7 separate regions of the Mus musculus genome follow, and regions 1, 2, 3, 4, 5 and 6 are each linked to region 7. Evidence: chromatin contacts called from public HiChIP or PLAC-seq and promoter capture Hi-C data. All regions are on one chromosome and are shown on one strand. The core of a region is the stretch at or near the end of the contact, and the rest is flanking DNA. Distances in the headings are between cores, read along the strand shown.

The links. Promoter capture Hi-C pulls out the DNA fragments that hold promoters and counts their contacts. HiChIP or PLAC-seq counts read pairs in DNA pulled down with a chosen protein or histone mark.
Region 1: a contact with region 7 is called in an H3K27ac HiChIP or PLAC-seq map of embryonic stem cells, with 10 read pairs. The contact joins the enhancer-like site here to the promoter of Abtb1 in region 7. A contact is called at or near these places in 2 of 39 promoter capture datasets (the 3T3-L1 cell line and the HPC-7 cell line), 2 of 115 datasets of contacts at active chromatin or transcription factors (embryonic stem cells and large pre-B cells) and 1 of 9 other capture datasets (embryonic stem cells).
Region 2: a contact with region 7 is called in a promoter capture Hi-C map of neural stem cells. The contact joins the promoter of Rpn1 here to the promoter of Abtb1 in region 7. A contact is called at or near these places in 12 of 39 promoter capture datasets (the 3T3-L1 cell line, the C10 cell line, the HPC-7 cell line and 10 more), 1 of 15 datasets of contacts at CTCF or cohesin (the NIH/3T3 cell line), 3 of 484 Hi-C or Micro-C datasets (CD8 T cells, embryonic stem cells and nephron progenitors), 16 of 115 datasets of contacts at active chromatin or transcription factors (the SCID.adh cell line, T-cell acute lymphoblastic leukemia, astrocytes and 7 more) and 2 of 9 other capture datasets (adipose tissue and liver).
Region 3: a promoter capture Hi-C map of liver shows a contact between it and region 7, with 5 times the contacts expected there. The contact joins the promoter of Hmces here to the promoter of Abtb1 in region 7. A contact is called at or near these places in 2 of 39 promoter capture datasets (hippocampal neurons and liver), 2 of 484 Hi-C or Micro-C datasets (the Ba/F3 cell line and CD4 T cells) and 2 of 115 datasets of contacts at active chromatin or transcription factors (embryonic stem cells and large pre-B cells).
Region 4: an H3K4me3 HiChIP or PLAC-seq map of fetal liver shows a contact between it and region 7, with 4 times the contacts expected there. The contact joins the enhancer-like site here to the promoter of Abtb1 in region 7. A contact is called at or near these places in 11 of 39 promoter capture datasets (the 3T3-L1 cell line, the C10 cell line, the HPC-7 cell line and 6 more), 31 of 484 Hi-C or Micro-C datasets (the AtT-20 cell line, B cells, the Ba/F3 cell line and 20 more), 14 of 115 datasets of contacts at active chromatin or transcription factors (the NIH/3T3 cell line, astrocytes, embryonic forebrain and 8 more) and 1 of 9 other capture datasets (adipose tissue).
Region 5: a promoter capture Hi-C map of pre-B cells shows a contact between it and region 7. The contact joins the promoter of Chchd6 here to the promoter of Abtb1 in region 7. A contact is called at or near these places in 11 of 39 promoter capture datasets (the 3T3-L1 cell line, the C10 cell line, cranial neural crest and 6 more), 1 of 15 datasets of contacts at CTCF or cohesin (large pre-B cells), 2 of 484 Hi-C or Micro-C datasets (CD4 T cells and regulatory T cells), 6 of 115 datasets of contacts at active chromatin or transcription factors (astrocytes, differentiating embryonic stem cells, double positive thymocytes and 3 more) and 3 of 9 other capture datasets (adipose tissue, liver and pancreatic islet).
Region 6: a contact with region 7 is called in a promoter capture Hi-C map of liver, with 2.3 times the contacts expected there. The contact joins the promoter of H1f10 here to the promoter of Abtb1 in region 7. A contact is called at or near these places in 3 of 39 promoter capture datasets (embryonic stem cells, hippocampal neurons and liver) and 2 of 115 datasets of contacts at active chromatin or transcription factors (embryonic stem cells and pancreatic cancer cells).

Annotation. Positions count from the first base shown.
Region 1 is chr6:88,011,037-88,014,656 of GRCm38.p6, reverse strand. Rab7 (RAB7, member RAS oncogene family) reads left to right here. Exons shown (of 6, transcript NM_009005.3): 2 at 959-1,019; 3 at 2,224-2,350. The coding sequence starts at 967. Among named protein-coding and RNA genes, the nearest start is that of Gm34872, 7.8 kb to the right of the region's middle. Within about 2 kb of position 1,861, at least 33 of the 459 cell types and tissues checked have an H3K27ac peak or open chromatin away from gene starts, as enhancers often do. A contact at or near this core is called in embryonic stem cells, where this site is marked.
Region 2 is chr6:88,083,130-88,086,745 of GRCm38.p6, reverse strand. Rpn1 (ribophorin I) reads right to left here and starts at 2,273. Exons shown (of 10, transcript NM_133933.4): 1 at 1,952-2,273. The coding sequence starts at 2,215.
Region 3 is chr6:87,911,382-87,915,522 of GRCm38.p6, reverse strand. It overlaps Hmces (5-hydroxymethylcytosine (hmC) binding, ES cell specific), which reads right to left and starts at 1,547. Exons shown (of 7, transcript NM_173737.2): 1 at 1,512-1,547; 2 at 828-1,032. The coding sequence starts at 1,010. It overlaps Copg1 (coatomer protein complex, subunit gamma 1), which reads right to left. Exons shown (of 24, transcript NM_017477.2): 24 at 1,928-3,351. The coding sequence ends at 3,221.
Region 4 is chr6:88,111,240-88,115,120 of GRCm38.p6, reverse strand. No RefSeq gene overlaps it. Among named protein-coding and RNA genes, the nearest start is that of Mir6376, 8.9 kb to the right of the region's middle. Within about 2 kb of position 1,785, at least 41 of the 459 cell types and tissues checked have an H3K27ac peak or open chromatin away from gene starts, as enhancers often do. A contact at or near this core is called in the Ba/F3 cell line, the G1E-ER4 cell line, the HPC-7 cell line and 4 more, where this site is marked.
Region 5 is chr6:89,594,295-89,598,078 of GRCm38.p6, reverse strand. It overlaps Chchd6 (coiled-coil-helix-coiled-coil-helix domain containing 6), which reads left to right and starts at 2,427. Exons shown (of 8, transcript NM_025351.3): 1 at 2,427-2,620. The coding sequence starts at 2,534.
Region 6 is chr6:87,979,218-87,983,107 of GRCm38.p6, reverse strand. H1f10 (H1.10 linker histone) reads left to right here and starts at 1,626. Exons shown (of 1, transcript NM_198622.1): 1 at 1,626-2,687. The coding sequence starts at 1,752. The coding sequence ends at 2,318. It overlaps Gm5577 (predicted gene 5577), which reads right to left and starts at 1,425. Exons shown (of 2, transcript NR_026990.1): 1 at 1,224-1,425; 2 at 1-148.
Region 7 is chr6:88,840,675-88,844,499 of GRCm38.p6, reverse strand. It overlaps Abtb1 (ankyrin repeat and BTB (POZ) domain containing 1), which reads left to right and starts at 2,565. Exons shown (of 12, transcript NM_030251.3): 1 at 2,565-2,731; 2 at 3,600-3,662; 3 at 3,735-3,790. The coding sequence starts at 2,676. It overlaps Podxl2 (podocalyxin-like 2), which reads left to right. Exons shown (of 8, transcript NM_001347327.2): 7 at 814-993; 8 at 1,524-1,943. The coding sequence ends at 1,733. It overlaps Gm15612 (predicted gene 15612), which reads right to left and starts at 1,646. Exons shown (of 3, transcript NR_045880.1): 1 at 1,404-1,646; 2 at 437-1,019.

The DNA.
Region 1 (3,620 bases), core at 612-3,111, 830 kb after region 7:
ACTCAGAAATCCGCCTGCCTCTGCCTCCGGAGTGCTGGGATCAAAGGCGTGCACCACCACGCCCGGCCTATGTAAGTGTTTTAAAGCAGCAAACAGTAGTTGGGGGAGAGGGAGGGGTGTCTTAGGTTACAGTTGCTGAGATGAAGAAGCTATGGAAGATTGTTATTTACTGGACTGTTCCTCATAGCTTGCTCAGCCTTCTTTCTTATAGAATCCAGGACCAAAATCCCAGGCAGGGGTGGCACTACACACAAAAGGCTGTGCCCTCTCCCATCAATCACTAATTAAAAAAATGGCCTACAGACTTGTTGACAGAAAATATTACAGAAATATTTTCTCAGTTAAGGCTCCCTTCTCTCTGGTGACTTTAGCTTGTGTCAAGTTGACATAAAACTAGCCAGCACAGGGCGCTCCTTAAATTGGTTCCTAACTGGCTGTGGTGGCACACACTCTTAATCCCAATGCCCAGGAGGCAAAAGCAGACAGGTCTCAGAGTTAAAGACCATCTCGTGGTCAGCCAGAGCCACACAGAAACCCTGATTCTAAAAAATGAAAGAAAGGAGGAAGGGAGAGAGGAAAAGGAAGGAAGGAAGGAAGGAAGGAAGGAAGGAAGGAAGGAAGGAAGGAAGGAAGGAAGGAAGGAAGGAAGGAAATAGGTTCCTTTGCTGAGAAAGTAGTGCTTAATCTTCACTTGTGAGATTTGTGAGTCTGTTTGGAGTGTTAATCCCAACTGCTGATGCCAGTAATGGACCCAGCACTTGAGGAGAGAGAGGGCACCGGCATCCGTTCAGCCCCTGCCCTGCTGTCTTGTTAGGTTAGCTAAAGGGTTCACAGGCCGGGGGCCAGTCTGAGTGAGGGCTGGGGCTCAGCTCCTGGCAGACCAGAGTGGCTGCACTGTAGACAATGCAAAACTGCCTTAATGTTTCTTCAGCTCACCTGCACTTTCTCCTCCCGACAGCTTCAAGGATGACCTCTAGGAAGAAAGTGTTGCTGAAGGTCATCATCCTGGGGGACTCTGGGTAAGTGTTTCTCACGAATCTGACCTCAGATTGGCTTGGAGCTTCATCCTCACTGATCTCAAGGCAGTTCCACATTCGGCTCTGGGCCTGGCCTCTATCCTTTACTGTTGGGGTTTCCTGTGTTTGGCCTATTGAAATGCTTAAGGAACCCTCAAACAAGTATTTTCTTGTTTTTGAAAGTGCCTTCCAGTGGGGTAGAGTATAGGAATAGTGTCTCCTGCCCAGGACTGTGAGAAATGGCATACTGTCTGAAAGGAGTCTCAAGGCCTTTGAGGATTACAGACCTCACTCTACTTCTGTAAATTCTAATTGTGTTGCAGAACTGGGTAGAACCAGCACCTTAGACCACTGGTCAGCCATTGCGCTATACCCCTGGCAAGGCAAGCACTACTGTCTTAGGCTGTATGTATGTGCACTCTTTGTGGAAAGCCTTGAACAAGGAAAGCATTGGCGCTTTCTTTAGGTTGCATTACCCTGACCCTACCCTTATCTTACTGAACACTTGGTTGGTGAGTTTTCTTGGTGAAAAAATTCCTTGGGAGGGACATTCTTAATGTTTTATTATGTATGTGCATATGCGTGTGGGTGTGAAGGTCCGTGCAAGAATTGTTTTTCCTCCTGCTCTGGGGGCCCTGGGATTGAATTAAGTTTTCAGGCTTGGCAATAGGTGCCTTTCGCTTTAGCCATCAAACAGGCCCTGTTTTGTTGTTTTGCTTGGGCTTTAGTTTTGAAACAAAAACTGTGGCTCAATGCCCTTGAACTCACTGTGCAGCCCAGTCTAGCCTCAGGCTCTCAGTGCTGCTGCCTCTATCTCTAAGCACTGAATTCCAGGCATGTGGGGCTACACCTGTCTTGGAACATTCCTTTCTGGCTACATACTGCTGAGTGGCTTCCTCCTGGTGTTACTTGACCACACTGAGTGATGCATAAACACCTGAGATTACAAAGCCGTTTGGAGTGATCTTATCACAAAGTTCCATTTAGGAGTGAGTGAGTTTGTGTGTGTTTCTTTTAGTAAAATGCTTTGTTTTGTTTTTAAACTGTTGCAGTACCGGGAGTTAAACCCAGGCCTGGTGTATGTCAGGCAAGCACTCTACCAACTAAACGCTCTTCCTAGCTCAGGCATGTTGCTTTGAACATTGTAAACACAAATCCCTTTCAGTCCCTTATTTGACTCAGACATGTGGGTTTTGTTCAATTTCAGTGTTGGAAAGACCTCTCTCATGAACCAGTATGTGAACAAGAAGTTCAGTAACCAGTACAAAGCCACAATAGGAGCGGACTTTCTGACCAAGGAGGTGATGGTGGACGACAGACTTGTTACCATGCAGGTGAGCCACTGCTCAGCCTGGAGCCAGACTGCCAGCTTACTGAGTCTTCTTTAAATGAAGTCTTCTTTAAATGGTGGGTGGGTGGGTGGGGGTGGAGTTGGCTTGCTTTCTTCCTTTCTGTGAGTTGTAGGGATTAAACACAGGTCATGAAGCTTCTGTGCGGAGCACTTCACCTCTGGGTAGCACCTTCTGTGCTGAGCCCTCGTGTAGGCCCAGTTGATTGCATCCAGACTGTCTGTCATACCTCCGTGCTTTTCAAACTTACCATTATATTTGTGGAGAATGGATAATTGGCTGCAAATAGTGTTGTTGGATAAAATAGCAGTAAAAGCACGGTCGGGAGCATGGTGGAGACAGAGCCCGAGCCCCATGCAGGCTGAGTGCACATGCTCCCGCCATGCATGAGCACGGAGCCACACCCCAATCCTAAATTTGAAATTTATATTACAAGACAACTAGGAATTTTTGTAAAATTTAATTTTAGCTACAGTTATTGTCTTTTTTTTTTTCATTTCTTTTCCCTTTCTATTTATTTATGTTTGTTTTTTCAAGATAGGGTTTCCTTGTATAGCCTGGCTGTCCTGGAACTCACTCTGTAGACCAGGCTGGCCTCAAACTCAGAAAAATCCACCTGCCTCTGCCTCCCAAGTGCTGGGATCAAAGGTTTGTGCTACCATGCCTAGCTTCTTTTTCCTTCCTTTTTTCCTTCCTTTTTTCCTTCCTTTTTTCCTTCCTTCCCTTCCCTTCCCTTCCCTTCCCTTCCCTTCCCTTCCCTTCCCTTCCCTTCCCTTCCCTTCCCTTCCCTTCCCTTCCCTTCCCTTCCCTTCCTTCCTTCCTTCCTTCCTTCCTTCTTTCTTTCTTTCTTTCTTTCTTTCTTTCTTTCTTTCTTTCTATAAGGATTTATTTATATGTAAATACACTAAAGCTGTCTTTAGACACTCCAGAAGAAGGCATCAGATCTCATTAAGGATGGTTGTGAGCCACCATGTGGTTGCTGGGAGAATTGAACTCAGGACCTCTGGAAGAGCAGTCAGTGCTCTTCACTGTTGAGCCATCTCTCCAGCCCCTTCTTTTTCCTTTCTAAACTTAGCAACCTACCGGTTTCTTCTGTGTTCTAAAATATCTTTATTTATTTATCTTTCTTTCTTTTGGAGGCATTGGTGTCTGTATTCATGACTGACCTTGAACTCATAAATTGCACTGGGGTGCTGGGATTAAAGTTCTGTAGCTTATCTAAGTGCCTTTGTTCAGTGCTTCAGCTTGGAAATCT
Region 2 (3,616 bases), core at 1,024-3,523, 760 kb after region 7:
AAGACAGCTACAGTGTATTTATGTATAGTAATAAATCTTTGGACTGGGGCAAGCAGGAACTGAGCAAGCAGAGTTGACAGCTACAATGTCCTTACATATAATAAATAAATAAATCTTAAAAAAAAAATGCATTACTTAGTAAAAGGTCAGAAAGCTAGGCATGGTGGTACACAGCTGTAGTCCCAGTACATGGGACAGACAGCCAAGATGATCAGCAGTCAAGGTCATTTTTAGCTATCAGCATTCTGGAGGCTGGGACAGGAGGATTCTAGGTTCCAAAACAGTCCAGGGACAACACAGCAACACCCTGTCTCAAACAGTGTAAGAGAAAAGGATGGTTCAAACTACATAATCCTACTGTCCTGCTAGCTCCTTAAAGGTTCCTGTACTCCGTCCACCTCGCCTAAGTTTCCAAGGCAATGTGTGCCCTTTCTTATCCTCTTTATCACCCAGTTGCTTCTCACCTAGGTAAGGAGTATAAACTCGTCTTCCTCCAGAGTTAACACAAGTTACTGTAAGTCAGTAACATGACTGCAGAGCTGAAACACAAGTCCTAATTTCATGTCAAGGCCAGAAAGCAAGGTAGCAATAATGCAAATACACCCAAGGGTATGGGACAAGTCAGACCTTCATTTGGGGGAGGGGGGTTAATAAGCTCCAAAGCCAGATACTTCCACAGTCATGTAAGAATTCCTATGCCTCAAAAGGTTGCTATAGGGTGGGGAATGTTCTTAAAATACCTGCCACAGCCTTTTCTTTTCCTAATTTTTCTTTTAATGTACATGGGTGTTTTGCTTGCAAGTGGGTCTGTGCACCCTGAAACTGGAGTTACCGATGGCTGTGGAATTGAACTTGGATGCTCTGAGCCATGTAGAGGGACCCAACTTGTATGCAATTCCCACCAGGACAGCAGCAGGGTGGTAAGCCTCTGCTGTGATCTGATTATACTATGACTTCATTAAGTCATGACTGATTTTCACAAAACAGGACTGAGCATCCAATGAAGTCATGAATGTCTTTCCAGAAATATTTGAGGAAAGCCATGCTGAGCATGAACAAGGCTTCAATGTAAAGGGGACAGGAGTCACTTCAGTGACTATTATAAGTCCAGCTTTATAGCTCCATACAGTTAAAAAGAATGTGGTGTGCTTAGTCTCCTAGTAAATTGGGTAATCACTTAATGAATATAGTTAATGAGAACAGTAATAAAAATTAACCTGTGTGGATATTCCCTCTATTCCCAAAGCCAGCGATTTCTTTCCTTGAAAGGTATAAAAGTGTATTCAATGAAAAGTACAGAAGGCTAAATGCTGAAGTGTTCCAATGAGAGACGGTGGGGAGGAACAGACCTGGGCTTCACCTTTCTGTACAGCATAAGGGGCTGACTCTTCAATTAGTCTGAACATTAAGAAAGCGTTAAGCAGCAGCTTTCAGAGGAGTGTTACATTAACCGGGTGCGAGGAATGACAAACTTTAATACCAGAAACCTGCTGTATTTCTGAACGCTGCTGTCTGGAGAGAACAGACTACACCAGTCAATTGCATTCAGGAAATAAATTGTCTTAACTCACTGATAGTCCTCCACTAGACGAGCAAGTCCAGGGGACAGAAAAGAAGCTGGGTACCCGAAGTACCGCACCCGGCCACAGCCAAGATCCTCTTGGGGTGCGGAAGGAGGTCGCCAGGGGACCAAGGGGTCGCCTTGGGCTCCAGAGCAGCCACGTGGGCGGTGCCCCACGCTCGGAAGCTTGTGCTGACGTGTCCGAGAGGACACGCGGACAAGAGAGACGGCGGACCCCAACCTCTCCGCTGTCCCCCTCCAACACCTGCCTTTCAGACAACCAGACACCTGGAGGATCCCTAACGCCCTCAACCTCCCCGCCCCTCCCCAGGGATCCCCGATCGCCTCAGGCATCCCGCGTGAGGTTCGCCGGCTCCTCCCTCCGCTCACCTGCACGCCTAGGTGCGCAAGCCGCGACTCCAGTTCTGGCTCCAGGGCCAGAACGAAAGAGCTGGCTCGTGATGTGGAGCCGCCGCCCGGGTGTACCAGGACCACCTCAGCCGTCACCTTGGCTAGGTGGCTGCTCAGGTCCACCGTGCGCTTCACGTCCTCGTTGACCAGCGGCGGAGCCTCCGAGGAGGCGCTGCCGGGCGTCGGGGCCAAGGCCCCGAGACATAGCAGCAGCAGCAACAGCAAGGCGACCGGCGACTCCATGACCGCGAGCTGAGCGCCACCGACACGCGCCCCGCCCCCCCGCCACGGCGCAACCGCTGATTGGCCAACAGCACCACAAGATGGCTGGGCCCGGTCAGAAAGGACCCCGTCTCCAGGGCAACCGGGCGATCGTGGGGCGCCTGATTGAAAATCTTAAAGTGCAGGCGTACTTCTTGGGGCGCTTAATAGCCGTATTCACCCCTGATTTCCTTATATCCTGTCTGTTTCCTTCATGCTTATGCAAAATAACTCTGGCCTCTCAGCTCAAAAACAGTATACTATAGCTTAGTCTAAGGAACTAACTTTGCCTTCTCTATAGTGATACGAATGCTAAGTGGGCAAAAGTTTAAAGGAAAATGGGAAATTTCCAGAAACTCAAGTCTCTCCTCTAATATTTAGTTCAACCATTAATGTGAGTGATGGCAGAAACCTTAAGCAACTAACCAAGGTTGATGATATTAACCTCAGATACCTGTTGACATTTATCACAGTTGTAGGAGTCCAAGGCGAAGTCACTGGCAGGACTAGCTGTCTGGTGAGGGCTGCTATTTACTACCAAGGTGGCACTTTGACATTGCATGCCTTCTAAGGAAGGCATTGCATATCGTCATATGACAGAAAGGCAGGAAAGGGTCTCTCTGAGGCAAGCCCTTTTACAAAGGCATCTTGCAGATGGATTCCTCTAGTGCTATCATCTCCCAAAGTCACACTGAAGAATTAATGACCAAAAACAATGAACTTCAAGTGAGCAGAGAAACTGTAGTCAGTGTACTGATACACCTGACAAGAAAGCCAGCTTAGTGACGAAAACATCCAATGGCATTTTTTGGGCCTTGAAACCATATATATATATATATATATATATATATATATATATACATATATACATATATATATGTATGTATATATGTATATATATATATATGAAAAAATCTACAGATAAAACTTTGCTCCCCTAAAGTTCCCTTTTTTCAACCCTATAAAATCTCCAAGCCCCCTGCACAATGGTTGTGTACAGTCTCCACTCCCCAAATGAGAATGCGTCCCAATGTTGTTGCTTGAAGGATGTAATTCGAAGGTAAATTTTGGGAGGAGATGGAAATATTCAAACATTGATACCAGCCAATGAGAAGAGAGAATGGAGGGCTGGCCATGCTCCTCCCTACAAAGCAGAAGTCAGGAAATTAGCACCTGCAGGCCAACAATCTATCTGTGTCTATAAAGTTTTATTGGAACATAGCTACGTTCATTTGTCCGTAGCTTATGATTGCTTTCACAGTACAACAGTAACAGTAGTGTAGTTGCAAACCAGACTATATGGCCCAGAAAACAAAACTACTTACTGTTTGCACGCGAGTACATACATTATGTATGCAGAGACAGCTTAGTGGTTAGGAGGAT
Region 3 (4,141 bases), core at 298-2,797, 930 kb after region 7:
ATGACATATGTTCTGTATCTCCGAGTAATATCACTAGCCCCAGACACACTGATTTTTTCTTTACATCTATTCGTGTGTATGTGTCTACTCTCTTGCGTGAATGCCACAGACTGGGAGTGGAATCAGAAGGCAGCTTGCAAGAGCTGGTTCTCTCCTAACAGGCAGCAAGTGTTCTCACCCACTGAGCCAGGCTGCAAGCTCTGTAAGCTCCACAAATCAGTTTTTTGAGACACAGTTTTACTATGCAGCCTTGACTAGCCTCCAACTCAGAGATCTGCCTTCCTCCGGCCTCCTAAGTGCTGGGATGAAAGGTGTGTGACACCACACTTGGGTTTTTGCTTTTTTGTTTTTAATATAAGGACAGATGACGCTGATAAATCAGTAATACTTGAAAAATGCGATCTTAAAAAAAAAAAGAGAGAGAGAGAGAGAGAGAGTCAAGCGTGTCAGAGTGTACACACCTGTAATACAGGATTCTGGAGACAGGCAGATTTGCTGAAAATCTGAGGTCAGCTGGGCCTCTATAGGGAGTTCCAGGACCGCCAGGGCTACATTCATAGTTAAGACTCTGTCTCAAAAGAATTCTTAAATGTATTCAGATATGAGGTTCACATAATTTGGGCATACATTCAAACAGTTTAACTGACCCTGAAGAATGCTGACTTATTTCTTGCAGAGACCCAGAGGGATTAGGGCCTTAATGTATCTGTAAAGGCTGCTTTTCGGGTCATTCCGGAGGCTGGGCAGATGGCGGCACATGGGTCACGAGTCAGATGGCCACGGCGATGCTGGCCCAGAAGCTCCGATGGTGCTGACACACTCCTTACCTTCTCAAAGTGCAGTCTGGAGAGCAGCACGGGGCTGCTGGACTGCGGGCTCTTGTTGTAGGAGGGGCAGTACTTGTCGGGGTCCCTCCACTGCGGGAGCCGCCGCCGGCCCTGCCGATCCTGATAGGCGCAGGCCCTGGTGAGAACCTCTCTGGGCAAGTGACAGGACGTTCGCCCGCACATACTTCAGCGCTGCCGCTCAGACCTAGAGAAAGTCACAAAACCCTAAGGTTCTCCTCCCTAGGTCACGCCAATCTCCCCGCGAAGCCACATCTTCCGCGGAGGCTCCGTTAGGTCAGCCAGTCCCGGCCACTGCGGGGCCCACAGTCCCCAAGCAGGCCCTCGGGTGGCGGGCGAGAAAGAAAGCCGCTCCTCCCAGGTTGTTTCCCACGGACGCAGCAGGGAAAGGTGAGAGCGCTCGGCTTTGACGCCAGCGACACTCGCGGGCCGCGGCCACCGCACTACCGCCCCGCGGGGACACGCTCAGGTCCCGGGCGGGGCCTTGTCGGCGCCAAGGCTCCAGCTCGGAACGTGGGCGGTCCTCGCCTGCCCGCCCGCCGGCGTCCCCTCCGCCGGGTCCTCTCTTCCGCCCGCTAGCTTCTCCTCAGCGCGGCCCTCCTCCCGCCCGCCCGTCCGTCCTCATCCCCTCAACGAGGCCCTCCCCACGCGCCCGCGTCCTCTCACCGCCCGAGGGTCTAGTCCACCCTTCCTCGCAGCTAGCGTCCGCCTAAGAGACGCCCGTCCCGCTCCTCGGTAACCCCGCCCCGCCCCCGACGTGACGTCGCGCCGTCGGGGTTCCCTCCCCACAGGTGGGGGTGTGGCTAGGTGAAGCAAGACAAAATGCACTGACCTGAGACAGGCACCCCAGGAGGCCTCAGGGTCCCCCTTCCCAGGCCGGAATCTGAAGCCAGAAAACCTGTGCTGCCCACCCTCAATGTGTAAGGCCATCCGAATTGAGACTCTCTAGCTATTCCCACAAACCCCTAAGGGTCAGGAAGCCCCACCTGGTTTCCTTTTTAACATTTGTGTGTGGGGTGTGTGCAAGCCTTTAAATAAAACTAGAGTAAGCTGTAATCTTCACAAAAGGAGGCTGACACCAATTTCTTTAATGAAGTTTATTTGAATGGAATGGCTTCCAGGCTATGACCAGGCCTGGGAGTAGAAGGGGAGGGTATTAGGCAGGAAGAATACAGTCAGGAAGGGCTAAGCAGGATGTGGCCTTGAAGGTCAGGCTTTCCTTTAAAGCCTGGAGAGGCCTTCATAAAGGGATGGAATGAGGCAGAGAGGCCAGGCAAGAGCAACTGCTCAGTCCCCAGGAGAGGGATGGAAGGTGGGGGACAGAGGGATGTCTTTAGGGAGCAGCCTTCAGGTCACCTACTTGAGAAAACCCCCCAAATGAGAAATCTCTTTATAACCTGTTAGGAAGTTTCACACCACGTTACTTAGTTCACCACTGCATGCCTGACCAAGTACATGGTGGAGCCAGGACCAGTCATGAAATAGGCCATAGCTAAAACAGCTTAACGATGCTCAAGTGTAGCCTGATGTCTTCATGTTATGGGATTCGGCTTAAAGGTGCAGGCCTCTGTTCTAATGTGTACATGTGCATGTGCATACAGTATACAGGTGTGCATGAGGTTAGGCGGCAACTATTGCAAAATGGTCCTCTCCTTCTACCAAGTGGGTAGTCCGTCCTGATAGGTACCTTTACCTGCTGAGCCATCTGAGTAGCCTCACAGGAGGTCCAGTTCTTCAAGTGTTTCCAACAGTTTAAACCACCTGATTTGAGTTTAAAGCCCAAGCCCTGAAGCATCCCCTAGGATTTCTTACTCCAGCCCAAAAGGAATGCAGATACTGTTTTTCCCACTCATAGACCCAGAGCAGATCATGACACCCTCTAAGGACCTTTGGACACCCATCCATCTACAGATGCCTGTAGATGAGTGGCTTACCAGACCTGCTAGCTGTTGTCATTCGGCTAGCCTTTAACCCCACCCTAAGCTTGGCACTGACAGTCCCGAGGGGCTATGCACACGCTCCATTTGGTGAAGGGAGGCCTCAGGGAGAAGTGGAGGCCCTGAGCACGAGCCTGCAGAAGCAGCAGTTATTCAAGAAATACATGCTGACTTATCATAGGGATGAGACGGTTTCTTTGAGTATAAATATTAAGAGAAAGTCTGAACATTTTATTCATTTGTCTCTCCTTGCAGGCATGGTGACAAAATCTACCCTAGCATTCCTGAATGATAGGATGGAATTAAAAAAAAAAATCTGTATTGACTCTTGATTGTTTCTTAACACAGTGGTCTGGGGAAGGGTTTCCACCGGCTTCACAGGGAAGAAGTGGCTTCGACGTAGTGTTGGACAAGATAGGAGTGGGGCTTAGGCCACCTCTAGCCCACGGATGCCAAGATGATATCTACTGGCAGCTCCTCTGAGCTTCTGGCTGTCACCTGCATCGTCACTGTGTCCAAAAGCAGAAGCCGAGAACGCACAAGGATGTCATGACCACCCCGGAATACTCCTGTAAGTGAGAGGAAGCAGAGTTTTGTGAGGCTGAAGGAGGCTGTGCTGAGAGTGACACATGATCAACACCCCCACCCCACCCCACTCCACCCCACCCCCACCGCACACACTGAGGCACAACTGGGAGGCCTGGACAACTCTCACTGCTTCCCTGAGCTCTGGAACCCTTAAGGACATAGTGCTGCAGTAACTATCAATCACTGCATACATCACTAACTATACATCACCTGAGCCTCCTGCCAGGCTCAAGTGAACGCTCGGGTATGTAAGGCTTATACCTCATATTAGAGGCTCACAGACAGTGGCTGAATCTGAGAGTGTGGATGAGGGGGCGAGCCCTATAAGAAAAAAACCACAAAGCAGTTGTCTGACAGACCCAGGGGACTGAGTTGCTTCATCAAGGCCAGAGTGCTCTGCTGAGCACTCACTGAAGCAGAACGCCTTCCCAACCATGTTTGTAAACACACCCAGCCCCCAACTCCCAAAATAACTATCCCCACCCACCCACACACACACAAAACCTATCCAAGGCTCGGTGTGTCTCAACAACAGACTGCTTGCTTTGCCTAGCCTTGCCTTGTCTGACCATCAGCCCTGCGGAGGGATAAAAGTCAGGTGTGGTGGGTTACTGAAGGCCGAGGCAAGAGAATTACAAGTTCAAGGAATTAGGGTTATACATGAAGATTGTGCTGCAGAAATCTGCCTAGCCTTAATCACTGAGTTTCATTCTCAGCTCCATTTCCACAAATGTCTAGGGCAATATAAGCTTTGGCCATTTTTGAGCTAAA
Region 4 (3,881 bases), core at 536-3,035, 730 kb after region 7:
CACACTCACACATTCTCACTCTCTCACACACATACACACTCATACATGTGCATATACATACTCTCTCACTCTGTCTCTATGTCTCTGTCTCTCTCACACACACATACATACTCACATACACACACACATACTCTCTCTCACACACACACACATACACACTCACACACGTGCATACACACATTCTCTCACTGTCTCTCATTCTCTCTGTCTCTCTCTCTCTCTGTCTCTCTCTCTCTCTGACTCTCTCTCTGTCTCTCTCTCTGTATGTCACACACACCTCCCCTCCATAGCCATCCTGTGCAACATCTTCAATGCATGCTGTGTGGATCTGGGTCTGGCCCAGGCCACGGGAGCTGATGTGGAGCAGAGCACAGAGACATACAGTTAAAACGAAACCCTCCAGGGAATCCACTAAGAAAGCTCTAGGTGGGTAGGAGAGTGGGAGGAAGGTGGGGCTTCCGCTCTCTTTTCTGTGCCTTCTGGACAGTTTGAAGGCTTGCTATGAGCATGCATTGTTTTTACAATTGAAAACACATGTGCACCTCCTGGAGCCTACAGAGGAGTGCTGCAATGGGCCCAAAGGACAGAGGAGGAGGGAGGTGATAGCAGATGAAGTATAAGCTTGGGTGTGGAGACAGAAAGCTTCACGCCGGGTAGGCCTTCTCCATACACTCATGGGGGCCCCACTCATACTGGGCCCCAACCAGCCACCAGAGTCTTCCAGTGGAGCAGGGTGAGGGCCGAGGCCCGGGTCCTGTCTTGCTCCGTTGGCCCTCTGTGCTTGGATGCCTGTTCACTGGAGCACTCAGCTCACCTCCCACGGACTCGCTCTCTGGAGCTCCTGACATACCATTCATGAGCTGACCACAGCCACCTAGGACCCCACAACCCCACATGGAGTCGGGCTAGCCTAGGAAAGAGGAAAGGGCAGCTTTGTCCCAGCAGCCAGGCTTGGGAGGACAAGCCTCTCATGTGACATACATATTCCTGCTGAGTAAATCACTCCAAGGATCAAAGAGCCACCGTGGTCTGCTGGCCCATCAACCCTAGTCTCGACTTATCGGCTGCTGCCTCTGATGCCCAAGGCCAGCAGAACATTCTGGCCCCCATGGACCCAACCCCCAGTGATTACCCAGAATCCCCGGGGGGGGGGTGCTGACCCAGTCAGATGGGTCCCCTGCTTTCTTGATCACACAGATCCTGTTTGTGACCTACCACTGTTTTCTGTCTTGGGGGTTCAGAGAGCATATTTTGTTTTGTTTTATGAATTTTGGCTTTCTGTTGTTGTTGCTGTGCAGAGCCCTCATAGGTACCTGACAGCAAGGGCTGAGGGCTTCAGCTCTTCAGCTCTTTCTCATTCTCAGTGTTCCCTGGTGTCCTCAATAACAACTTCTACTCTGATGATTGCAGGGGGTGTAGCTGGCAGGAACTAATGGGGGCTGGGCTGTGCTTCAGTACCCTAGTGCACCCAAGCTCTGGGTCCCATCCCTGCACCAGGAAGAAGTCAGAAAGGAACCAGTGGTGTAAGGGCCCAAACCTAGAATGTGAACCTGTCAACAAGGTGACTGTCTGGGGCCTCACTCATCCCTGATCCTCACCGGAGCCCTCTGCGCTGGATCTCAGGATGAGCCTACGTCAGATCAGAGCGTGAGGCCAGCAAGGCCACCCACAGCCAACGTGGGCAAAACAGGGACGAAGGGTGAGAGGCCCCAGTATCCAGGCTCCTTCCATCTCTGCATGCAGACACCCACCCTCTGTCCACCCTGAGGCCCAAGCAGGGGTGGATTTGCAGGGTTTGGAGTGCCCTCTAGTGGCTACAAGGCTCCAATTCAACCCCTACCCGAACCCCATATAGCAAGGTGAAACCCAGCTCTTCCCTGACCCTGTGCCCTGGGGCCAGAGACACCAATTCACTTTGCAACAAGAAAATCAAGGGATAGGCCACATGCACAAAACAACCAGAGCAGCCAGAGGTGCTGCCCCGCAGTGCTGTGGTACATTCCAGGGGCTACAGCCTTCATTGAGTGCCTGCTACCTGCTCTGTGACCTCAAAACAAGAGATTATTCTCTTCTACAGACAAAACTCAAAGTTGCTCTACATCCCTGATCTAGAAAATGTCCAGAGCAGTCCCCACATGTCACTGTGCAGAGAGGCATAGAGGACCCCAGTCCTCTGCTGGGGGCTGGAGGACACCAGTGCTCTGTGAGCTGCCAGGCTGCATCTTCTTATCATTAGCACTGTAGTGTGTTCCTGTTACCCAGCTGGGACTGCCACCACCAAAGGAGCCACCCCACTGGCAGACTCATTTCAGGCTCACACCACTCTAAGGAACAAACATTATTGCATTTTAAAGATGGAAACAAAGTTCCTAGCGGTTGGATGACTTTGCCAAGGCTACAGGTCCCGGAAGACAGCTGCAGCATCCCACCTAACCCAACCCTACCTTTCTATTTGCTTCCTAGTGAGGGTTTATTTTCCAAACCTTTGTAAATAGCCCCCACACCCACCTTTAAGAAAGCTTGGCAGCCAGACATGCTAGCGAGTGCCCTTAATGCCACAGGGGTTGGGTTAGGGAAGATGGCAAAGGTTTGAGGCCATCTCTGTTTGAGGCCGGCCTGCTCTGTAAGAGTTTCGGGCCAAGCTGGGAGGTGGTGACATCTACCTTTAGGGAGACAGAGGCAAGAGGATCTTTGAGTTTGAGGCCAACCAAGTCTACAGAGCAAGTTCCAGGACAGCCAGGGATTCACTGAGAAATCTTGTCTCAAAAAACAAACAGCAAATAGAGTTCCAGGCCAGCCAGGGCTGCAAAATGAGATCCTGTCTAGCACTGATTGATTGATTGATTGACTAATATGGAGAGAAAACAGTGAAAACCAGACATGGCATTACACACCTGTAATCTCAAAACTTGGGAGGTGGAGGCAGGAGAATCAGCAGTTCAAGGTCATCTTCAACGACATCTTGAATACAAGGCTCACCTGTGATACATGAGACTGTCTCAGAGAGAGGGGTGAGGGAGGAAAACTGTGTAAAGCTCAAATGCAGCAAAAATCCAAGAAAGTGACCCATGACGGTGAGAGACCGGTCAGTGGAGAGCACACAGTCTAGACGCAGCTCTGTGTCCTTAAAGAGATTTATGTCACCCACGAACAATCACTGCCCTGCGCCCCAGGAACAGCCCTGCATGACTTCTAGCTCCCGTTCATTCTCTTCAATCCAGGAGTCAGGGAGGATGCAAAAGAGGGAAGGGGGCCGGGCGTGGTGGCGCACGCCTTTGATCCCAGCACTCGGGAGGCAGAGGCAGGCGGATTTCTGAGTTCGAGGCCAGCCTGGTCTACAAAGTGAGCTCCAGGACAGCCAGGGCTATATAGAGAAACCCTGTCTCGAAAGACCAAAAAAAAAAAAAAAAAAAAAAAAAAAAGAGGGAAGGGGTCCCTCCGCCGGGGACTGGGAGGTGGACAAGAGGGAAGCCAGAGAGGTGTTCTTACCTGGTCACACGCGTCACGGGTGAATGATGAACTGCCTGCATTTGCTGCATTTGCTCTGAGTATTCCAACGTAACAAAGGCTACATTTTTTTTTCTTTTTACAAAATAAAAATTTAATGTCTTGATAAATATTCTTAAGAAATAGACTGTGTGATGTTTTAAACCTTTCTAAACCTTTTGGATATCCTTTCAAAGGACAATTGTTAACATTTTAAGCACTTTTGACTAAAATTCCTCACATAAAGGAATATAAACTGCAAATGCTAAAAGACACTGCACTGCTTAGAAGGTTTGCTCGCTCCTTTATACAAGTATTTGACACATACAATACCAAACAGGGCATCGCTTCCCTTTCCTTTCAGAAAAATCATGAGTTTTCACTGGTTAAAACCA
Region 5 (3,784 bases), core at 1,178-3,677, 750 kb before region 7:
CCCTATAAGGAATTTAACAGAGACACCTGAGATAAAGGAGGATGATTAGCCAGCCTGCTTCTACTTTAGGCTTGAAAGACATTTTATAATAAAGACAAACTAGGTTAATTTCAGTTTATGATTAAATATCTGTTTCTCAAGTATTAGGCTATGCCCCACTGATAACCTTAACTACAAATGAATCTATTCTGCATATTTCAGGAAATGTCAACCATGCTTTTGTTTCAAAAGTTTTTATGACCACCTGTTGCTATGACTACCTTGTGTAGGCAAAAGGTTATTGTGCACTGTGTAAAGATTATCCTTGTTTTATTCAAATGCTAATTTCTGTGCTCACATATCTGGCTGCAATCCTTATTCTGAGAATCTCCTGTCTCATTGTTGTATAAAAAATGTCCCCAATGTTGGGGATTTTGACTGGGAGGTAGCCAGATTAGTTTAGAGGATTAAAATAGATTAATACTGCTCAGTTGTTGTGCCTTAAAGCTGCTAAATAAATCTAATAGCCCTGTATCCATTATTTGGAAGCTAGCTGAGTTAAGAGAAAATCTTCAACACTTATAAATTCTCGTTAACAACAGGTACCATAACAGGTACCCTTGTTATGCGTACCTGTTGTTATGACTTGACCACTTTGTTATGAGTACCTTATTAGGACCACTTTATGAGAGGATCTAAACCACTCCATTTTAGAACAGGCAGCCATATTAGGCCTTAAGTTTCAGTTTCCCAAAGAAGCAGGAAAGACTCCTTGGGAGAGTCACAGACAATGGATCGTTAGTCAATACGGGTCCTGACTTTTGGCTGAGAGGGAGAATGAACCAGAACCGAGTCAGTTCCTGGGACAACTGGCTGAGAGAGATAACAAACTCTGAATTGGGCTAGTTTCTGAAATTCCTGACCAAAAATGGTAAAACTAATATAGCAAGCAATCAGAAATTGTATTAATGTAACTGCCATACACCTAGCTAATCATGTTAGAGATTACTTAACCCTTTCAGCAAACTCCACTAGCCCTGATTAAGAAGAGCTCCTCTTCTGGTCACCATTTTGATGAATGATTGACCCACGCATGCTGGTTGTTTTTGCAGAATAAATATTGTTTGCCTTTACATACTGTTTGAGTCTGGGGCCTTCCTTCAGTGATTCTCAGACTCTAACACTTGCAACATGTTATGGCGGTTTAAATAGGAATGGCTCCCATAGACTCATGTGTTTGAATACTTGGTCCATAGAGAATGAATGGTGGCACTACTGGGAGGTATGGCCTTGTTGGAGTAGGTGTGGCTTTGTTGGAGGAAGTGTGTCACTGGGGTGGTATGGGTTCTGAGGTTTCAGAAGCTCAAGCCATCTTACTTCCTGCTGCCTGTCAACCAGGATGCAGAACTCTCATTCCCTCCTCTAGCACCATACCAGTCCTAGGGTTTTTTTTTTTTTTTTTTTTTTTTTTTTGGACAGGGTTTCTCTGTGTAACAAGCCCTCCTGGACTCTCTTTGTAGACCAGACTGGCCTCAAACTCACAGGCCTGTTTCTGCCTGTTTCTGCCTCCTGAGTGCTGGGATTAAAGGCATGGGCTACCACACCAGGCTAAATATTTTTCTTTCTAAGAGTCACCCATGGTGTCTCTTCATAGCAATAGAAACACTAAGAAACATGCCTTTGTTTCACAAGAGGTTAAGACTAACTAGTTATATTTTGTGTCTATTTGTCTCCCATACCCCACCCCTCCTCAAATTTGGAAACCCCTTATCCTTGACCTATAAAAATCTTTTCTACCTCAAAGTCTGACCTCTTGAACTCCATCTTAGGAGAAGACAGCCTATGTACAAGAATTAAAAGTTTGTTTTAATTAACTTGCCCAGGATGGTTTGGGCCGGTGGTCTTTCTCCTCCCATCATTGGGATTAACAGTTGGTCCCTAGCATAGTACTTTCTCTATCATCTCATGGCAAACTACACTCACCTTTAGGTCTTAAAGGCTCCATTTGTGTAAAGGCTCCATCTGTGAGGTTGCCACAATTTATTAATTTGTCTCGCGGTATTACAGTGTCGTTTCCCTTGCACTACAGTAGATTCACTTGTGTTTGAAATTTGTTTCTTTCATGACTCAAGCAGGTTACATGGGGTGGCTCAGTACAAGTCTGCTGAATGCTTAACATGAACATAGATCATTAACAGTTGTCTTAGCATCCTTGGTAGTTTATTCTTAGAACACGACTTTTACTTTGCTTCAGGGATAAGATTTATAAGAAACCATGACCTTGTCTCAGCGTCTATTTGGCTGGCCCTCTGTCCAATTTTCCAGCCCACAGGTACCCCTACCTCAGAGAGCCACGCCCCCTTCCAGAGCTTTTTAATGGCGCCAGAATGCTGGACTACAAATCCCACAGGGCAACGCGCGCCAGCCCCAGCAGCCAATAGAGCGCAGTGTTGCTGGCCTGTGTCCCGAGTGACGAGCGTAGGCCGCTGAGCAGCGTCGTCCTGGTTGCTGTGGAGCCGGCTCGCGTGGCCTCACGCCCTGCCCGCCTCCTGTCATGGGCAGCGCCGAGAGCGCCGAGGCCCGAAGGGTGTCCTTCGAGATGGATGAGGAGGAGCGGGTCCGGGTGCTGCAGGGCATCCGGGTGAGCGGCGCGGCGGGAGGGCGCGGGCCGGAGGAGCGTGCGGGCGGGAATGGGAGCCGCCGTCCCGGGGACCAGATACATGGGGCCGCTGGCACTCGGGGGCAGCCGGCCGCCTCAAGTCATTTTCCACCGCCTTGGCTCTCTCGGTTCCGGATTTGTTCCGTGCTCTACCCGGTTTCACTTGTCTTGTGCTTCTCGTTGCGTGTGCTGCAGCACGTTTTGAAAGTGTTCTTCCATTTCCAATCTTGTTCACGTGCCTTTCTCCGTGAGGCAGCAAAAGGAGAGTTTCAGCTACTGTGTATTAGGTCATATGCCTTATCCGCTCTTCAACTAAAAACCTACAGTTGGTCCTTACCACGTCGAACAGGAGGAATAGCCTCACTTGGCTTTTACAAGATGTGCTGGTGCCCACTGACCTTCCCATCCCTTTCCTGGCCTGTTTCCTCATCTTCATAAGATACTTATTTTTGCCTCAGGACCTCCTTGTTCTTCCTAGAAGATCCCAGGTGTTCGATGTTTCTTCAGTTATCGTTAACCTGGCTGTCTTCTTGTTACAGCTCAGGTGTCATCCAAGAATCCTTCCTTGACCACAGTCTCAAGCGACTTCCCACACTACTGCCACACATTTATGATTTTCTCAGCATCCAACACAGTTTGAAACAAATTGTGTTTATTGTGTTTCCCATTAGAGCTCTAGCTGATAGCTTGGCTGAAGTTCTTGTGTAATTCATGACTTTATCACCGGAACTTACAAGAATAAAAGCTCCTGTTTTATTTCAGACTGGCAGCTCTTTACAGGTATTATTTAATTTTTCAACCAATCAATGAGCAGTAGAATTGTTAGTACCTCTTCCTCTGTTTTGTTTTGAGACAGGGTCTCAATATTAAGTCAGGCTGGCCCAGGACTCTGTGTCTGCTTGTCTCATGAGTGCTAGGATTAAGGAGGGGCATATACCACCAAAAGTTTGATTAGTCCATTTTGTAGCTTATGGGGAACTGAGGTCCTATTGGCATAAGTTGTCCAAGGTCACACAGGTAACAAAGTAGGAGACCCAAGACTATAAAGTAGGTCAGCTCCAGAGCTGTTTGTTAAACTTCTTGCTAGACTTTCTTCTATACCTGTGCATGGCACTTAGTGTGTACTTGGTCGATAATTGTTAAGTA
Region 6 (3,890 bases), core at 377-2,876, 860 kb after region 7:
TCAGATTGACTGGACCAACAGACACCAGTCTGGTGAACAACATCTGTCCTGATTGAAGCTTCTGCCTGAGCCTGAGGGCAGCATGGCATTCCAGCACGCAGGGTACGCAGCAGCAGCAGCAGCAGCAGCAGCAGCGGGCTCCTGGTAGCTGGAGATAGGAGTGAGTGTCATCAGCCCACGGAAGGGGTTTAAAGAAAAAGAGGGTAGTGAGTCCAGGAGAGCCTGCACCCTATAGCCCGCTGTCCCTCAAAACTCACAGGCCCCTTGGCCCTCCTCCTGAGAACGAGTCACAAGAGGATGACTTGGGCTCTGGGCTCTGCTAAACCCTGGCCACTTCCTGACGATCCTTCCTTTGATGGGGATGAGGTCGTGGGGTGCGGGGAGGCTGGCACACCCACGAGTACTGAGTTTGAAAGGCTGAGAATCTGGGCCTTCTTGATCTACAGGCAGTCACTCCCTCTTTTCACCCAAGAGGCCAGGGAACTGCTTACCTATTGGAACAAAGCTGGCCTGGACGCTTTAGTGGTGTCTACTATGTCCTCCGCAGGCTGGCCATTGCCTGCACAGCCCTCTCTCCACCGTTGGACTACTTCCCAGGCTTTCAGGTCCTTCTCTGTACCACCACCTCCTTCAAGTCCTCCCGCACCAAGTGATGCAGTATTCGATCCCCCAAAGCCGGCAGGATCCTCAAAAGCCAAATCCCCTGCCACACCCTCTAAGGGAAATGCCTTAAGGGTAACCTTACACTTTTCCATCCTGGAGCCCCCATCTAATTCTGAGGGGTCCAGGGACGGCTACTTAAGCATCACAAAATGGGGTACTTGGGGCCAGAGAGTGGTGAGGAAGTGTCTAGGGAGAGGCCCTTGTGGTCGTGCCTGCACTGACTCATCTTTGAGATGCCAGGCGTGCAACCTCAGGGCAATTCCCTTCTGTTGGTTCCCCTTAGGATTCTGAGAAGACCCCCGCCCCAGCACGCTCTCGGGCTTTGCCTTGCTCCTGTCGGCCGCGTGAGGGCGTACCCTGTGTTAGTTGGGACAAATTAATGCCCTTCCTGCGGGCAGGGCTGTGGTCCCCTGGGCCCAGAACCAACTCAGGTGCCTGAGGAGCACTCTTGTCTGCCGCCTGCAAAGTTCTCGGTCTTGGGGTCTCGCCCGGGGCCCGTGCTAATCCTTTGCAAATCGAGCGCCCCCCTCCTCCATGCTCCTATAGCCTGGGGTACACACCTCTGAGCCGCTCCGCTGAGCCCGTCCTAGGCGCAGGCCGCCTCTGCGCAGCGCAGCGGGCTCGGATGCTGTCCAGGGCACACTGCTGAGGGTGCAGCCGCGCCCGGGAGCCGCGGGCGGAGGAGCCAGTGGCCGCGGAAGGCGCTCCAAGAAGCACAAGTTGGCGCTGGACTGGGCCCAGGCTGTTGTTGTTCTCAACGTGGTCCGCCACGGGGAAATAAAAGCGGAGCGGGGCGCGCTCTCCGCCAGAGCGTAGCGCGCACGCCCAGAGCTCCGGAGCCCGCGCAGTGCTGCCGCGCTCCCCGCAGGCTCCTCTCCGCATCCCACCCCCCCAGCCCCGCCGCGGCCGGCCCGGCCCCCGCCCGCACCTCAGCCCTGCCGCCTGGTCCCAGGCCCGGCCGCGGCCGCTCCCGCCTGGAGCCGCCGCGCGCCCCCAGTCCCCCGGCGCCGCCGCGGCCCCTCGCCTTCCTCTTCCCGGCGCGGCCCCCCGGCTACCGCGCGCCGCCTGCCGCCAACCCGCTGGCCACCATGTCGGTGGAGCTTGAGGAGGCCCTGCCGCCAACGAGCGCCGACGGGACGGCCCGCAAGACGGCCAAGGCCGGCGGCTCTGCGGCGCCCACGCAGCCCAAGAGAAGGAAGAACCGCAAGAAGAACCAGCCAGGCAAGTACAGCCAGCTGGTGGTGGAGACCATCCGCAAGCTGGGGGAGCGCGGCGGCTCGTCTCTGGCGCGCATCTACGCTGAGGCCAGGAAGGTGGCATGGTTCGACCAGCAGAACGGGCGCACCTACCTCAAGTACTCTATCCGGGCGCTGGTGCAGAACGATACGCTACTGCAGGTGAAGGGCACCGGCGCCAACGGATCCTTCAAGCTGAACCGCAAGAAGCTGGAGGGCGGCGCGGAGCGGCGCGGAGCTTCGGCGGCCAGCAGCCCCGCGCCCAAGGCGCGCACGGCGGCGGCGGACAGAACGCCCGCCAGGCCGCAGCCGGAGCGGCGCGCGCACAAGAGCAAGAAGGCGGCGGCTGCTGCCAGCGCGAAGAAAGTGAAGAAGGCGGCCAAACCCAGCGTGCCCAAGGTGCCCAAGGGCCGCAAGTGACGCCCCTACGGTCTGGCGACATCGTCGAGTTTTCCATCTGTCTCTATCCCTATCCGCCCCCCCCACCCTCGGTGTACCGGTTCCGTAGGGTTCCGCCTGGCCCAGGTCCCTGATCCCTGTCCCCTCCCCCGCCCCTCCCCCAGCGATGCTGCGTTCTGTTTGCTTTAGGTTTTTGAAACGGCCCTGGCGACGCCCCCATTGGCTCTCACCCTTGGCAACGGCCGTCGCCATGGTTACCGGCCCGGCGGCGCCAATGGCCTGGTGGCGCCTGCCTACTGTGCCCGCTGATGGCCACCAGGCGCTTGGGTTGTGTGGCGCCTTGCTCCGCCCGCTGCCTTCCTGGGGCGCAATAAACGGTTCCAACCTTGACCATTGTCGTTGTCTTGTGGGCGCTGGAGGCTGCTTGGGGTTCCTGCGGGGGAGTCGAGGGTCATTAAGACCAGCTAGACAACTAGCAGGCGCTGCCAGAGGTGGGACAGATGTGCCCAGAGACAGCTGCCCAGTGGAGAACTCTTGTAAAAGTGGGTTCCCAGTCTTGGGTTGCTGCAGTGTCCAGCATATAAAAGATAAAAGATTTCTACATGTTGGAAATTAAACCTCAGGATCTAGTGCAACATAATGGACAGTTTTACCAAATGGAAGACTAGGAAGGTTCTGAACAGTATGTACACATACAAGTAGGGTGAGATGGAACCCGAGTTAGGGGAGGGTTACATGGTGCTCTTTCCCTGTATCACCTTTTTGGGTCTTGGCAGTGTCTTGAGGGTGGGAAGGGACCAGTGTTTCTTGGCAGGTGTGATCATGAAGCAGACTGAGCTGCCCAAAGTGGGCATTTCACTGCCTCTTGGATGTCTGGTACCTGGCTGAAGTTGCCCTGCAAAGGGCATAGGCAGGTATCATGTTGAATTGGGGTGGACCACCCTCAAGCTGGTCAGTGAGGCAATGACTTCCAGACGGCTCAGTCCACAGGGTCATAACAGCTGGGCCTAAGAAACAGCCTTGCGCTGCTCCATGGATCTTTTTGAGGTTTCCTGAAGGCTAAGGGGTGGCTCTTCTCCAAGTGCTGGTGAAAGCCCTAACCTAACTCTTACCCTGCTAACCCACTGGAGGCTTTTCATGAGCTTCTGGGTGCCTTTCAGGTTATTATTCCTCGTCGTCTTTTCATAATTCCCGACTCTGTACCTGCCTTCCAGTGGTTTATCCCTCACATGCTGCTCTCTGGTTCATCCTTCTCTGTCACCCATCTCCCATTGGCTTCTTACTTCCACTCAGGCCTAGGCTTTCCTAGACACTGAAGGACCCAGGGCACTCGTCAATAGACATCTTATTTAGAATTTCCTTTTTTTTTTTTTTTTTTTTTTTTTTGGTTTTTTGAGACAGGGTTTCTTTGTGTAGCCCTGGCTGTCCTGGAACTCACTCTGTAGACCAGGCTGGCCTCGAACTCAGAAATCTGCCTGCCTCTGCCTCCCAAGTGCTGGGATTAAAGGCACCACAGCAGGATCTTATAGAGGCATTTTCTCTTGAGGTTTCCTCCTCTCAGATGACTCTAGCTTGTGTCAAGTTGACATAAAA
Region 7 (3,825 bases), core at 1,316-3,815:
TTCCAGTTCCTGACATCCCCCACCCCTCAGGTTCCCCTGCAGCATTGGTGGGGCGGGGCCTATCTTGTTTCCCCTCGTCCAGGTTCTTCGTGATCTCCAAATCTGGGCTCAGGAACACAGATGGACAGAGGGCACCTGCAAGGGTTCCACACAATGCAGGGAGGAGCTGGAGCCCAGCCCCTGCTCCAGAGCTCACTGATGGCACTCACCTTCCTCGGCTCCCTCCCTTCACCTGAGGCTGGACTGTAGGGAGCTTTCCCATTGGGAGGGAGTCCAAGCCAGCCAGAGCAGCCTGCAGTAGGGAGGCACATGCCGCCTGTGATCTTACCACTGGGAAAGGGAAGAAGCTAGAGACCCCAGCTGTGGGCTGCAGTTGGCATCCCCACAGAGGTTCCAGGGATGCGGGGCCTAGCATGGATGGCTAGGGTGACATTACCTTATGCCTAAAGATGAAGCTTGCTTCAGGCCTCTGCCTTTGGTGAACTCAAGTCTCCCAGATGCCATGTTGCTTTGTGAAACTGATGGGGACAGGGGTGGGGCCCCATCTATTTGGGCCGTGACTGTCATCACGTCTCAGTGATGTGCAGGGCCAGAATTGGTGCATTCAAAGTTGTGTTGGTGTAGAAACACAGTGAGGAAGTGAAGGAGCCAAGAATGTGGACCCTGGGAGAGGCTTGGAAGTGTTCTTGGATGAACCAGTAGGGACAGAATGGTATGCCCCTCTATGCAGGTCCAGGCCCCAGGGCTGTCAGGGGCTCTAACTCACCCTTGGAATGTTAGCTCTTAGGGCTTTCCTGATACCCCCACTCTTAGATTGGCATCCAGAACTACTCCACCACCAGCAGCTGCCAGGCACGAGCCACCCAGGTGCGCAGTGACTACGGGACGCTCTTTGTAGTGCTGGTGATCATTGGTGTCATCTGCTTCATCATCATTGTGCTTGGCCTACTCTACAATTGTTGGCAGCGCCGGATGCCCAAGCTCAAACACGTGGTGAGTAGGCCAGGGAGGGCTTAGGACTGTAGGGCAGAGTGTGGCTAGTATCACCCAGTGCTACCCAAGAGCCTCACCTAGAAACCTGTACCAACTCAGTTGTGCTCAGTGCCACCATCTACCCTCTCTGAGCCTGGTCTTCGAGGAGATACACAGTGAGGGGGAGTTAAGTCTCACCAAGGGATCCCTCCTCTCCTCCAGCTCTTCCTAACCCCAGTGCCCCATTCTGCAAGGCTTGAGAGCAGCTGCTCCCCTCAGTCCTAGAAGCCAAAGGCTCCTGCAACCTGCACAAGAGAAAGGGGGCAGGCCCTGCACATTCTGCCCTATCTCGTATGCTTTGAGTGGGCTGTCTCATGTATAATGCGCTGTTGGAAGGGATCAAGTGACACCAAGGGGGTCACAGGGTTTACCTGCAGAGGTTTAGGTTTGAGTTGCAGGCACTTGTATCCTGGGCCCCAAGGGAGTAGTACCCTGGGGGCTTGGCGTGGCCAACCACTGTGCGCGCCTAGCGCTCTCTCCTGCTGCTGCAGTCGCACGGTGAGGAGCTGCGCTTCGTGGAGAACGGCTGCCACGACAATCCCACGCTGGACGTGGCCAGCGACAGCCAGTCGGAGATGCAGGAGAAGCAGCCCAGCCTGAACGGTGGGGCCATCAACGGCCCGAGCAGCTGGAGCGCGCTCATGGGCAGCAAACGCGACCCTGAGGACTCGGACGTGTTCGAGGAGGACACTCACCTGTGAGCGCCGGGCCACGGGCGCGAGACTGCCCGACGCCACGGCCCCGCGCCCCTCCCGGTCCTCCACGCGGACCACTATGCTTCCCCACCGCAGCAGGCGACCGCGGCGCAGCTCCCACCCCGCCCTGCCCGGCCCCGAGCGCTTGCCCGAGGCCAGCGCGCTCCCCGCGCCAGGACTCCATTAAAGCCGCTAAGACGCGCGGGCCGCTCCGCCTCCACGCCTGTTTTTTGCCTTCCGAGGGCTGCACTCCGGGGAGTGGGTGGGATGGGCCTGGAGGAGTAGGTGGGGCAAGGGAGGCTGGCTGGGCGTGGCCAAGGACGGGTGGGCTGGGAATTTCATGGAGTTTGTGGGCGTGGTTAGGGATATGTGGGCGGAGGGTAGGGAGTATAAGGTCATCTGGGTGGAACCAGGCCGGGTGGGCTGAGCCTGAAGTAGGCTGGGAAAAGTCCTGGTGGGCGAGGCCTCGGCCTGATGTGCGGGACCTGAACCGAGCTAGACTCAGGACTGACAAGCGTTCCAAGCCTGTGGGAGGTGCTGTTTTCAGAACGGATCCCAAGAAATGTGGGCGGGGCCTGCAGCGAACTGCTCTTCCGGTGAAGCTCTTCTGAGGAGGCGGGGTCTTGGTAGTGAGCTATTCTTCGGGCGAGTGGGCGGAACCTGGGGGAATTGAGTTGTCCTCTAGACGGGTGGGCGGGGTGAAGGCTAGAAGTCCCCAGAGGCTAAGTGGGCGTGGTTAAGGTTACTGGGTGCGGCCTTGGGGAGCGGCCTTCTGGATGCGAGGGCGGGGTTCGGGCCGGACGGTCCTCCGGGCGGCAGGCGCCGCTGCGGAGTCGCAGGCGGGCATAGCTAGGCCGTGCCGCGAGGGGCGGGGCGGTGAGTGTTTACATCCGGCCGGGCACAGACGACTCCCGAGATCACTCGGCCGGGGGTCCAGTCTCTTTCGCCATGGATACCAGCGACTTGTTTGCCAGCTGCAGGAAAGGGGACGTGGGCCGTGTGCGGTGAGAACCTGAAGTGCAGGAGGCGGGCAGGCGTCCGCAGGGCTTATCGGGCACGGGTGTGGGGTTGGGCGCCGTGGGGCTCCCGAAGCTGACCGAGTCAGGGAGATCGGGCTCTAGGTCCCTTACTTAGCTCGGTGCAGGGAAACGACTCCTCTCCGTGGAGGTTCCAAGAGGCGCAGGCGCCGCTGGTGCAGCCAGTTACCAGCCTGGCGCCGAGACCGTGATCTCCGTGGGCAGGCAGGGAAGAGAAGGATCCTGACCCTTTTCTTTGATAGACTCCTTTCTCCCATGGCCCTTCCTTCCAAGTCCCCTGGTCCTCAACAGATGTGACCAAGCTGCAGCTCTCTCCGACACCAGATGCCACCTCAGAGTTAATGATCCGTCCCTCAATTTGAATGCAGCTCTGAGAGTTCAGGTCTTGCCTCAGATAGCCTCCTTGGGCTGCCATGTCCCAGTGATCGCTTTCTGGTTCATGACCTCTTCTCCTCAACATTTTATCAATTGTTTTTTCCACTTCTTCCATAGATCTGTTCTGTTCCCCTCCTTCCCCGCCCCCAGTGCCTGCATCAGCTTTCTTCTGACTTCCCTGCCATTGGCTCCCCAGGCTGAATTAGGGGCCCCATCACCTTCTCTCTCCCAGATATTAAAAGACCAAATTCTCAGCCTTCTGAACCTGGGGCTTGGCCTCTGTCCATGAAGCCATCACCCAACTCACAGTTGCAGACCCTTGCAGACCTGTGTAGTCCCAGGCCTTACCCTTCTCAGAGGCATTCCCTAGCCCAGAGAGATGTGGCCTCCTTCCCCTTCCTGGTTGTCTCTCTCCCAGATGAGAAGCAATTCTGACCCAGGCTTTGAACTTCCTGCCCAGGTACCTGCTGGAGCAGCGAGACGTGGAGGTGAACGTGCGGGATAAGTGGGACAGCACCCCTTTGTGAGTGTGAGCGGTGGGGTAGCTGGGTGGGCAGGGTGGGCCTACCCTACTGACAGCTTCCCCCTTTCCTAGGTACTATGCCTGCCTCTGTGGGCATGAGGAGTTGGTGCGCTACCTGTTGGCTAATGGTGAGAGAGGGTCAGGGTCTGCCTGTAAGCTCTGA